2 separate regions of the Hordeum vulgare genome follow, and region 1 is linked to region 2. A link is a contact called in public Hi-C data. All regions are on one chromosome and are shown on one strand. The core of a region is the stretch at or near the end of the contact, and the rest is flanking DNA. Distances in the headings are between cores, read along the strand shown.

Region 1 (4,663 bases), core at 57-2,556, 610 kb before region 2:
CACACACGCAAAGACCGACAATAAGATCCATATCATCTAGCTAAAATTTCCGGACACAACTAGTTCAATGCCAATGTAAATGTGTTACACCCGATTGTCTACCTAGAAAATATTTCACATAGCCACGCTATATCTATCACCATCCTCGTTGTATACTCTGATTATTTTTTAGGGTGGGATCATCGGGTTGTGATGATCTATCATGTAAATTTTTGTACATATTATTCTCTTTTTTATAAGCTAAGGTATATCATTGATGTGCTCTCGAGAAAAAAAAACTGATTTTTTTGTTTGAAACAGCTACGCAAACCGCCAAAGGTGCCGCCACGCAATACTCTATCAGTTCTAGTAGTACTTCGTCATGGTGTCATTCATGTGATGGAAACAAATATACGTATATCAATTGCACTGCTCAAGCGTTTCCAGAAAGAGTTAAGAAAAGCTACGAAATATTGTTGACTATGGCCGCAACAACCTCCTACGAGCAGGACAAGGCAAGCAAACGCTGCATCCACACGCAACGCCCACACCGGATACATGTATCTCCCGGCTGCCGTTGAGCTGGCCGCGGCATGGGCCCATGGCTCCACACACGCCACCTCCACGACCAATCATTCACCACCACGTCATCCCGGCCACATGTGACCCACCTCCACGTCATGTGCGCCCGTCCGTGTAGGCTTGGGTGCGTGCGCGGGGACGCGCCGCCCCTAGTTCCGAGACAGGCCTGATGTCGCCTGGGAAGCTCGCGTCCGTCGGATCTCGGGAGTGGCTCCATCGGACGGCGCGAAAGGGACCCAGCGCGCAGCGCCCAGTCGGCGCTCCCGCGACACAGACATCCTACGAGGCGGAGCCGCTCCGCGCACCCGGGCCCCGTCCACGGACGCATGCACGTGCCACGCAGCGGTCAACATTATCACGCGCCGGAACAAAAGTCTCCCACCAGCCCGGTAACTGACATGTGGGCTCGCGTCACGCGGCCCCGCTGTCATCGAGCAGGACCATGCGGGGCGACCCCGCACCCGCGGAGATCGATGCCGTTTCGCTGAAGCCGGGCCCGGGGATACAGGTGGGGCCCGCGTGCAGTGGGATGGGCCGAGGGCGAGCGGGGGAGATGCCGGGGAGAGGCTGGCGTGGGCGGTGGAGCGCTTCCCACAGCCCTCGGCGGGCGCCACGTGTGGCGCGCAGCCGCACTCTCTCCCTTCCACCTCCTGCTTGCCCTGTTCATCTTCTGAGTAACTGCACCCACCCCCTACCCCCACCCCCACCCCCACCCCGCACCTACACACAGCGGGACAAACGCTTTGGCCGCACACACACATCGCATCTCCCTCTCTCGCCCGGTCGCCCTCGCCCTCTAGCTCTCGCTGCCTCCGTCCCTTTGCATGGACGCCTCCGCCGGCTCGTCGCCGCCGCGGCACCCGCAGGGGAGCGCGCCGAGGCGCGGGAAGGGCCCCGCGGTGGAGATCCGGCATGGGGAGGACGACTTCATGTTCGCGCAGGATACCTTCCCGGCCCTCCCGGACTTCCCTTGCCTCTCCTCGCCGTCGAGCTCCAACTTCTCCTCGTCCTCCTCCTCCAACTCCTCCAGCGCTTTCGCCGCTCCGGCGGGAGTGGGCGGGCGTGGGGGCGAGGGGACGCGCGGCGAGCCGTCGGAGCCTGCCGCGGCCGGGGACGGGGTGGACGACCTCTCCGACATCGACCACCTGCTCGACTTCGCGTCCATCAACGACGACGTCCCCTGGGACGACGAGCCGCTCTTCCCCGACGTCGGGATGATGCTGGAGGACGTCATCTCCGAGCAGCAGCAGCAGCAGCAGCAGCATCCGCTGGCGGGCTACGGCGCGGGCGGCAGAGTGGCGTCGGATGCGGCTGGTGGTGGGGGAGAGGACGCCTTCATGGGTGGAGGCGGCTCGGGGAGCGCGGCGGACGACCTGCCGCGGTTCTTCATGGAGTGGCTCACGAACAACCGAGACTGCATCTCGGCCGAGGACCTCCGCAGCATCCGCCTCCGTCGATCTACCATCGAGGCCGCAGCCGCGCGGCTCGGCGGGGGGCGCCAGGGCACCATGCAGCTGCTCAAGCTCATCCTCACCTGGGTGCAGAACCACCACTTGCAGAAGAAGCGCCCCCGCGTCGGCGCCATGGATCAGGAGGCGCCGCCGGCAGGAGGCCAGCTCCCCAGCCCCGGCGCAAACCCCAGCTACGAATTCCCCACGGAGACGGGTGCTGCCGCTGCCACATCTTGGATGCCCTATCAGGCCTTCTCGCCAACTGCATCCTACGGCGGCGAGGCGATGTACCCGTTCCAGCAGGGCTGCAGCACGAGCAGCGTGGTCGTGAGCAGTCAGCCGTTCTCCCCGCCGGCGGCGGCCGACATGCACGCCGGGGCCTGGCCGCTGCAGTACGCGGCGTTCGTGCCAGCGGGCGCCACATCCGCAGGCACTCAAACATACCCGATGCCGCCGCCGGGGCCCGTGCCGCAGCCGTTCGCGGCTCCCGGATTCGCCGGGCAGTTCCCGCAGCGGATGGAGCCGGCGGCGACCAGGGAGGCCCGGAAGAAGCGGATGGCGAGGCAGCGGCGCCTGTCGTGCCTGCAGCAGCAGCGGAGCCAGCAGCTGAATCTGAGCCAGATCCAAACCGGCGGCTTCCCTCAAGAGCCCTCCCCCCGCGCGGCGCACTCGGCCCCCGTCTGGGGAGGCCACTGGTCGCCGCCGGCCGTCCAGGCCCAGCCTCATGGCCAGCTCATGATCCAGGTCCCGAATCCGCTGTCGACGAAGTCCAATTCCTCGAGGCAGAAGCAGCAAAAACCCTCGCCGGACGCGGCAGCGAGGCCGCCCTCCGGCGGCGCCGCCTCGCAGCAGCGCCAGGGGCAGGCGGCGGCTTCCGACAAGCAGCGGCAGCAGGTGCATGCATGCACGACCACCTCTTGCCATTGCCATCCATCCATCGATCGCCATCCCGCATAGAATCACAAGCCATTGCTCCCCAAATAAGTGTGCGTACTTCGTAAGAGACGCACATCGCTGTCCAGCGATAGGATATCTCCTCCCCGCATGCGTGCGTGCGTTCGTGCGTGTGTGTTTACCTGCACGGTGAATTGCATCTCGAGTTCTCAACGAGGTTCCGTGCATGCGCGCAGGGGGCATCAAGGACGGCGGCGGCGCCGCCGGCAGGAGACAAGAACCTGCGGTTCCTGCTGCAGAAGGTGCTGAAGCAGAGCGACGTCGGAACCCTCGGCCGCATCGTGCTCCCCAAAGTGAGGCAGTCACCTCCCTATGGCGATCTTCTTCCTCCATCCACATCCCCATCCCCATGCACCACTTGCAATTTTCAGCTATTTATGTGCATGCAGCCACTTGCAAATTTTAATTTCTCCTTGATTACTCTTTGATTAATTAGACAAGATCAGTCTTTGGATTGCAACTTGCAACTGTATGACCTAGCTATGAATGGATCTTCCTCTCTTTCTATTGATCTTGGTGTTGATTTCCTTCTTGATTTCTCGGATTTTGCAAGTGTATCTATCCATGGATCTTCTTGTCTTTCCGCTGATCGATCGGTTGCGACTAAAAAGTGTCTCTTCTTCCATGGATGGTTTCAGAAGGAAGCGGAGACTCACCTGCCGGAGCTCAAGACGGGGGACGGCATCTCGATCCCCATTGAGGACATCGGCACATCTCAGGTGTGGAGCATGCGGTACCGGTAAGTAGTACTCCCGTCCATCGATTTCGGGATAAATTTAATAATATTAAACATGCATGCTTGATTAGTCCACTTTTATCTTTTTTTAATTATCTGTGTAGGCCACATATAGTAAATGACATGATCACTGCATCACTGTGGGGCACGCATGTTCCTTTCCCAATTGGGCAAGTGGGTCATATGAATACATATGATGGGAATCCGGGAGCCAAATAGTAGCATGCATTCGTAGTGCGCGCTCTCTCTATATATACGCGAATGGGCATGCAGAAAATTTGTTTTCATCCTCTCTAACTCTTGGTTCACTCCTTGTTAACATTGGGCAGTACAGTAGAATATCATGATCAAGTGGGTGTTCCTGATATCGTATATACCTCCTTTCTTTTTCGTCATCTTCTTCTTCTTCCAAAGTGTAAATATCATATGTTGCTAGCTAGCTAGAACTGTCGAAATAAGAGAAAACAAACTAGCTAGCTTGTATCTGTACGATAACAAATTTCTGGTACAATGATGGCTTTCGATTTTCATGCATGCAGGTTTTGGCCCAACAACAAGAGCAGAATGTATCTTCTAGAGAACACTGGTGAGAGGAAGAGAACCAAACTTGTCTAATACAATTTTGAAACCAAATAGCCAGCTTCACTTGTGCTCACAAGACGTTTCCTCTTGATTGAACTTGTAGGTGACTTCGTTCGCTCGAATGAGCTGCAGGAGGGTGATTTCATCGTGCTCTACTCCGATGTAAAGTCAGGCAAATATGTAATGTCTATACGCTTCGCATTGCGCATATAATTAAGAGTAATATAATATTGTTCGTCTTGCAAAATAGTTTTATGTCATAGTACGAGTTTTTTATACAAGCAGTTCTGTCATAGATCTCTTGCTATTTTTTATGCATATATTATATTATTATGAGCGAAGATAACTTTAGTCAAAATCATGCATTGGAGACGGAAAA
Region 2 (4,454 bases), core at 1,428-3,927:
GACGAACAACACTTTTGTGCAACAACATGAGCCTTGCGTGAATCAGAACTATCAGCGTTGTAGAGTGAACTACCAGCTTCATCCGTGCATCCATAACCTAGTCAACATCGAGGGTGCGTTGAATAATGAGGAAATCGATTCTAAACCTTGCCTAACGCCTAACAACCGGCCTAACATAGGAGGAGAGGGGGTGTTTCTTACCGATATGTGGCCAAGAGAAAGGGGAGCGGCACCTCCTGCTGTCGGAGAGTGTCGCTACTGCATCCGCCGCCTTCGCCGCCGCCGCTTCCACATATCTAAGTCGTCGCTGCTAAGAACAGTGGAAGTGCTTGTCCTAAAGTTAGTGGTGACCAAGTAAATGGGGGTTGAGGTTAGATTTTGTGTCGTCCAACCGCATCCCATTTCCATCACCCGCCATCCCCAATCGATTTCGCCTTGCTCCCTCGTGTGCGAGTTGCATCCCCTTTGCGCCATACTAAATCTGGCTCGTTTGAAACTGTCAATTTGAGGATTTTCAGCGAGTCGGGCTCTAACCGCTTTAAGGTTCATGTCGATGCACGCCAGCTCACCTCGTATACAACCGAACACGTGTTTTTGGCCCAACTGGATCTGGTTGAGGTGTATGCGGACTATCAAACACGCATGTTACTACCTTGTTGAATACGTTGTGTGAAGATTGCTGGATTTCTCTTGCAGGGAAAACCCATCATCCAACGACGTGTCCTTTCCTTCTTGAGGCATCACTGTCGGAGAGCATTTCTTACGGTACAGGTGCTACGAACCTACACGAAGGGTGATATTAGTTCACGTCTGATGGTTGCTGATGCATGCCATTAATCATTGGCTCTGTGCAGACTCGATGTCTCTAATAGTTCTTGACCTAATATCTCAGAGGTAGTCCATGGGTGGAAAGAAATTTCCACTGCTTGCTCTGAAAAGGAAAAAAAAAATGGAATTTCCACTGACCGAACTGGCCCGAATAAGCATACACACAACGTACTGCCATCGTCCTACCCGTGGAAAACCGTGACCTCTAAATGCATGGGTGGCTACTAATTTAAACGTCGGGTGTGCATGGCGATGGTTGCGATTGAGCTTGCTGCCTTTGACCGCTATAGACATGATCGGAAACAAACACAAGCATCGTCTCACGCTAGCTGGCCGATTCCTCAGCCGAAGCGGAACTCGCCAGTACGTCCGCCACTCCACCTCCTGTCCCCGGCCGCGGGGGAGGGGGTCAGGCCAGGCTGGCGGCGCCGAGGCGTCGCCATGTGCGGCGTCCGCGTGGAGGGACATGACGCTATGGTGCGCTCGGTTCCGGCGGAGGGGATATCATAAACTAGGCCACCCGGAGGGAATTCCATCGTAAACTAGGCTGGCTTATCGAGGCCTCTCGCGCCTACGTGCCCCGCTACCCGTGGTGGGGGTTCCCGATCGCGGCGTCTCCGATGCGCCCCGGCGACCGATCGCGGATGTGGGCCGGGATGCGCTTGTTTTCTTCTTCCCCTTCCTCCTTTTCCTGCTCGGTTTCTTTACATTTTTTGGTGAATAAAGAGGACCTGGTGATGAGGTGTGTTCGTGGAGGATAAGGCAATCATGAGCGGCGTGTTTCTGTGTGCGCGCGGACGTGGTTTTGTCCGGTATTGATGGATGGAGGAGTGTGTGTTCCTGTGTTTGGTGGCGTTCGGTGGCGCCAAACTGCACCGGATGCGGCGAAATGCGTATGTGTATGTGTGTGTGTGTATTTAACCACTACTTGAGGGTCGAGATGGGATTTTGTTTCTATGCGCACTCGTCTGGTATCTTGGGAATTGGAGATTCATAAATCCATGGACGAGGATAATGTACTATGTGCACGTATATACACATCGGACTCACGGGGCTAGCCAGGACTGAAAAATAATCCAAGGAAAGGAAGAAAAGAAGAGGAGCCACCCTCTGAGAACGGAGAAGAAGTTGCAAGCGAAGACAGTTAACGTGCCTTTTCGTTTTCGCGAGAGATGCCGTACCTTTTATGTCCATTCGTCTGGTATCTTGGAAAATGGAGATCTAACCGTATCATATTCAAATACATCTGTGTAACGGACTCACCGAGCTAGCGAGAAATAAAACAAAATAACATGGCGGAGAAAAAGAAGAAGAAGAGGAAGAAGAAGAAGGACGACGAAGAAGAAAAAGATAATGAGTAAACTATGAGTGGTATTCCCTCTGTAAACTAATATAACGGACGGACTCAGAGAGCTAGTGAGGAGATAAAACAAAATAACATGTCTATGATGATGATGATGATGAGGAGGAGGAGGAAAAAGATAAGTAAACTATGAGTGGTGCAATTTTAGACAAGGTTACAGCGAGATCGTTCAGGGTCTGCATGTGTAAAATGATTACATGTATGTTTGGTTCTCACCCTCACATGTATGCCCGGAACAAAGTGGCTCCTGGACATAGCATGGAAAGTAGAAAAACAAATGCCTGGTCAGACATGACATGTTTGGTTGTAGTCCATGCCTTGAAAAATCTTAATGCTAAATAACACATACTCCCTTCATAAATAAATAAAAAAGTGTTTAAATCACTATTTTAATTATTTAAACGTTCTTCTTTTTTTTATGAAGGGAGTACTTTTGAGGCATGACCCATACGAGAGAATCTGCTGATTGGAGTGGAGCCAGCTGCCATGCAGCACCCAGGCGACCTATTCCAACGCGGCCTGGGCCAGGCTAAGCCACATGTCTGGGTCAGGGCCAGGCTAAGTAAGACGCTGACATCACAGACTCACAAAAGATAATGAGTAAACTATGAGTGATATTCCCTTAATTTGTAAACTAATATAGCAGACTCACAGAGCTAGCGAGGAGATAAAACAAAATAACATGTCGATGATGATGATGATGATGATCATGATGATGATGAGGAGGAGGAGGAGTAAACTATAAGTGGTGCAATTTTAGACAAGGTTGCAGCGAGATTGTTCAGAGTTAACATGGTGTAAAATGATCACATCATACGTCTAGAAAGAAAATTGCAGTAAACTATTGGCACAACACGTGAGACTCTAAATTATGGCATGGTAACTCTAATTTTCTAAGTGTAGCAATGCAAGCAAATTCAAAATTTTAAAGGGGCTGCTACGCGTCCACCGGTGAATGTTTAATAAACGTCCGCCACCTCAACGGCCGTTGGATGTATGCGGCAGCCGTTCGATCCGTCGCCTCCCTGCACCCAAAAATCATGAAACAACGGTTGAGTTTCAGAAACAACGATCGAGTTCCATTAAATTCCTGAAATAATGATCGAGTTTCAGAAACAATGACTTTGTTACAGATTTTTTTTTGACTTTCTCCAAAATAGGTATTAATTGTTTGCAAAAGAAATTTTGCAACAAATGTCGTGTTGCAGAAAACTTTTTGCAACAAAGGTCGGGTTGCAGAACTCAGTTGCAGAGCAAGCCGGCGGCGGAGGGCGGTAGCCGGGCCGCGAGCAGGCCGGCGGCGGAGGGCGGCGGGCCGCGGGCAGGCCGGCGGCGAGGCCGCGAGCACGCCGGCGGCGGAGGGAGGCAGGGCCACGGGCAAGCCGGCGGGGCTACGAGCAGGGGCGGCGGTGCCGTGGGCGGGCGACGGGGAGACGGCGAAGGGCGCGCGGGCCGCGGGCAGGCCGGCGGCAGAGGGCGGCGGGACCGCGGGCAGGCCGACGGCGGAGGGCGGCATGGCCGCGCGCAGGCCGACGGCGGAGGGCGGCATGGCCGCGCGCAGGCCGATGGGCGGAGGGAGGCGGGGCCGCGACAGGCTGGCGAGTCAACACGTATTGCATTATCAAAGAAAACATAATTATATTTGGTAAGACAATAAGACATTGGGGTGGTTAAGGTAATTTTAACAAACGATGGGGGAAATAAGAGAGGCAAGGCGGAAATCAAAATAGGGAGAGGGGTTAACATACCATAGATTGAACGGTGAAATGAGTGAAACATGAACATTATTCTTTTATTTTAAATACTAGCAAAATGGCCCGTGCGTAGCCACGGAAAAAAAACATAATCTTCAATGATGATGACCACATTATGTTCACATATCATCGCTTGATTTTGAAATTTTATGTACAAATGCAAGAAAATGTTTTTTCTTTTAAATTTATTCACAAGCTGAAGCAATCTTTACATTTTCAAAAAATATATATCATGATTGTCAAAAATCTTGATAACTCAAAGATTTATTCTGAACTTTAATAAAAAAAATTAGAAAACATACAATAAAAATTCGATCCATCCAACAGTTAATTTTTTAAAATTCACACAGTTATATTGTCACAAAGACTTAGAAGCATTAATGTTTAACTACATACATTAGATCTTTCGTGAACAATTTTACAAATATGAGAACAATTTTAAAATCGAGAACATTTTTTACAATTTACAAACATTTACTAAAAATCGTGAATATTTTTTATATTTCGAA

What was found. A called contact is a pair of places that touch in the nucleus more often than the background predicts.
Region 1: a Hi-C map of seedling shows a contact between it and region 2, with 1.8 times the contacts expected there. The contact joins the promoter of LOC123440665 here to the enhancer-like site in region 2. A contact is called at or near these places in 3 of 6 Hi-C or Micro-C datasets (leaf and seedling) and 1 of 1 datasets of contacts at active chromatin or transcription factors (embryo).

Annotation. Positions count from the first base shown.
Region 1 is chr3H:569,079,392-569,084,054 of MorexV3_pseudomolecules_assembly, reverse strand. It overlaps LOC123440665 (B3 domain-containing protein VP1-like), which reads left to right and starts at 1,306. Exons shown (of 6, transcript XM_045117225.1): 1 at 1,306-2,906; 2 at 3,143-3,259; 3 at 3,608-3,705; 4 at 4,242-4,288; 5 at 4,388-4,464. The coding sequence starts at 1,386.
Region 2 is chr3H:568,470,359-568,474,812 of MorexV3_pseudomolecules_assembly, reverse strand. No RefSeq gene overlaps it. Among protein-coding and RNA genes, the nearest start is that of LOC123445171, 14 kb to the right of the region's middle. Within about 2 kb of position 2,677, at least 2 of the 3 cell types and tissues checked have open chromatin away from gene starts, as enhancers often do. A contact at or near this core is called in seedling, where this site is marked.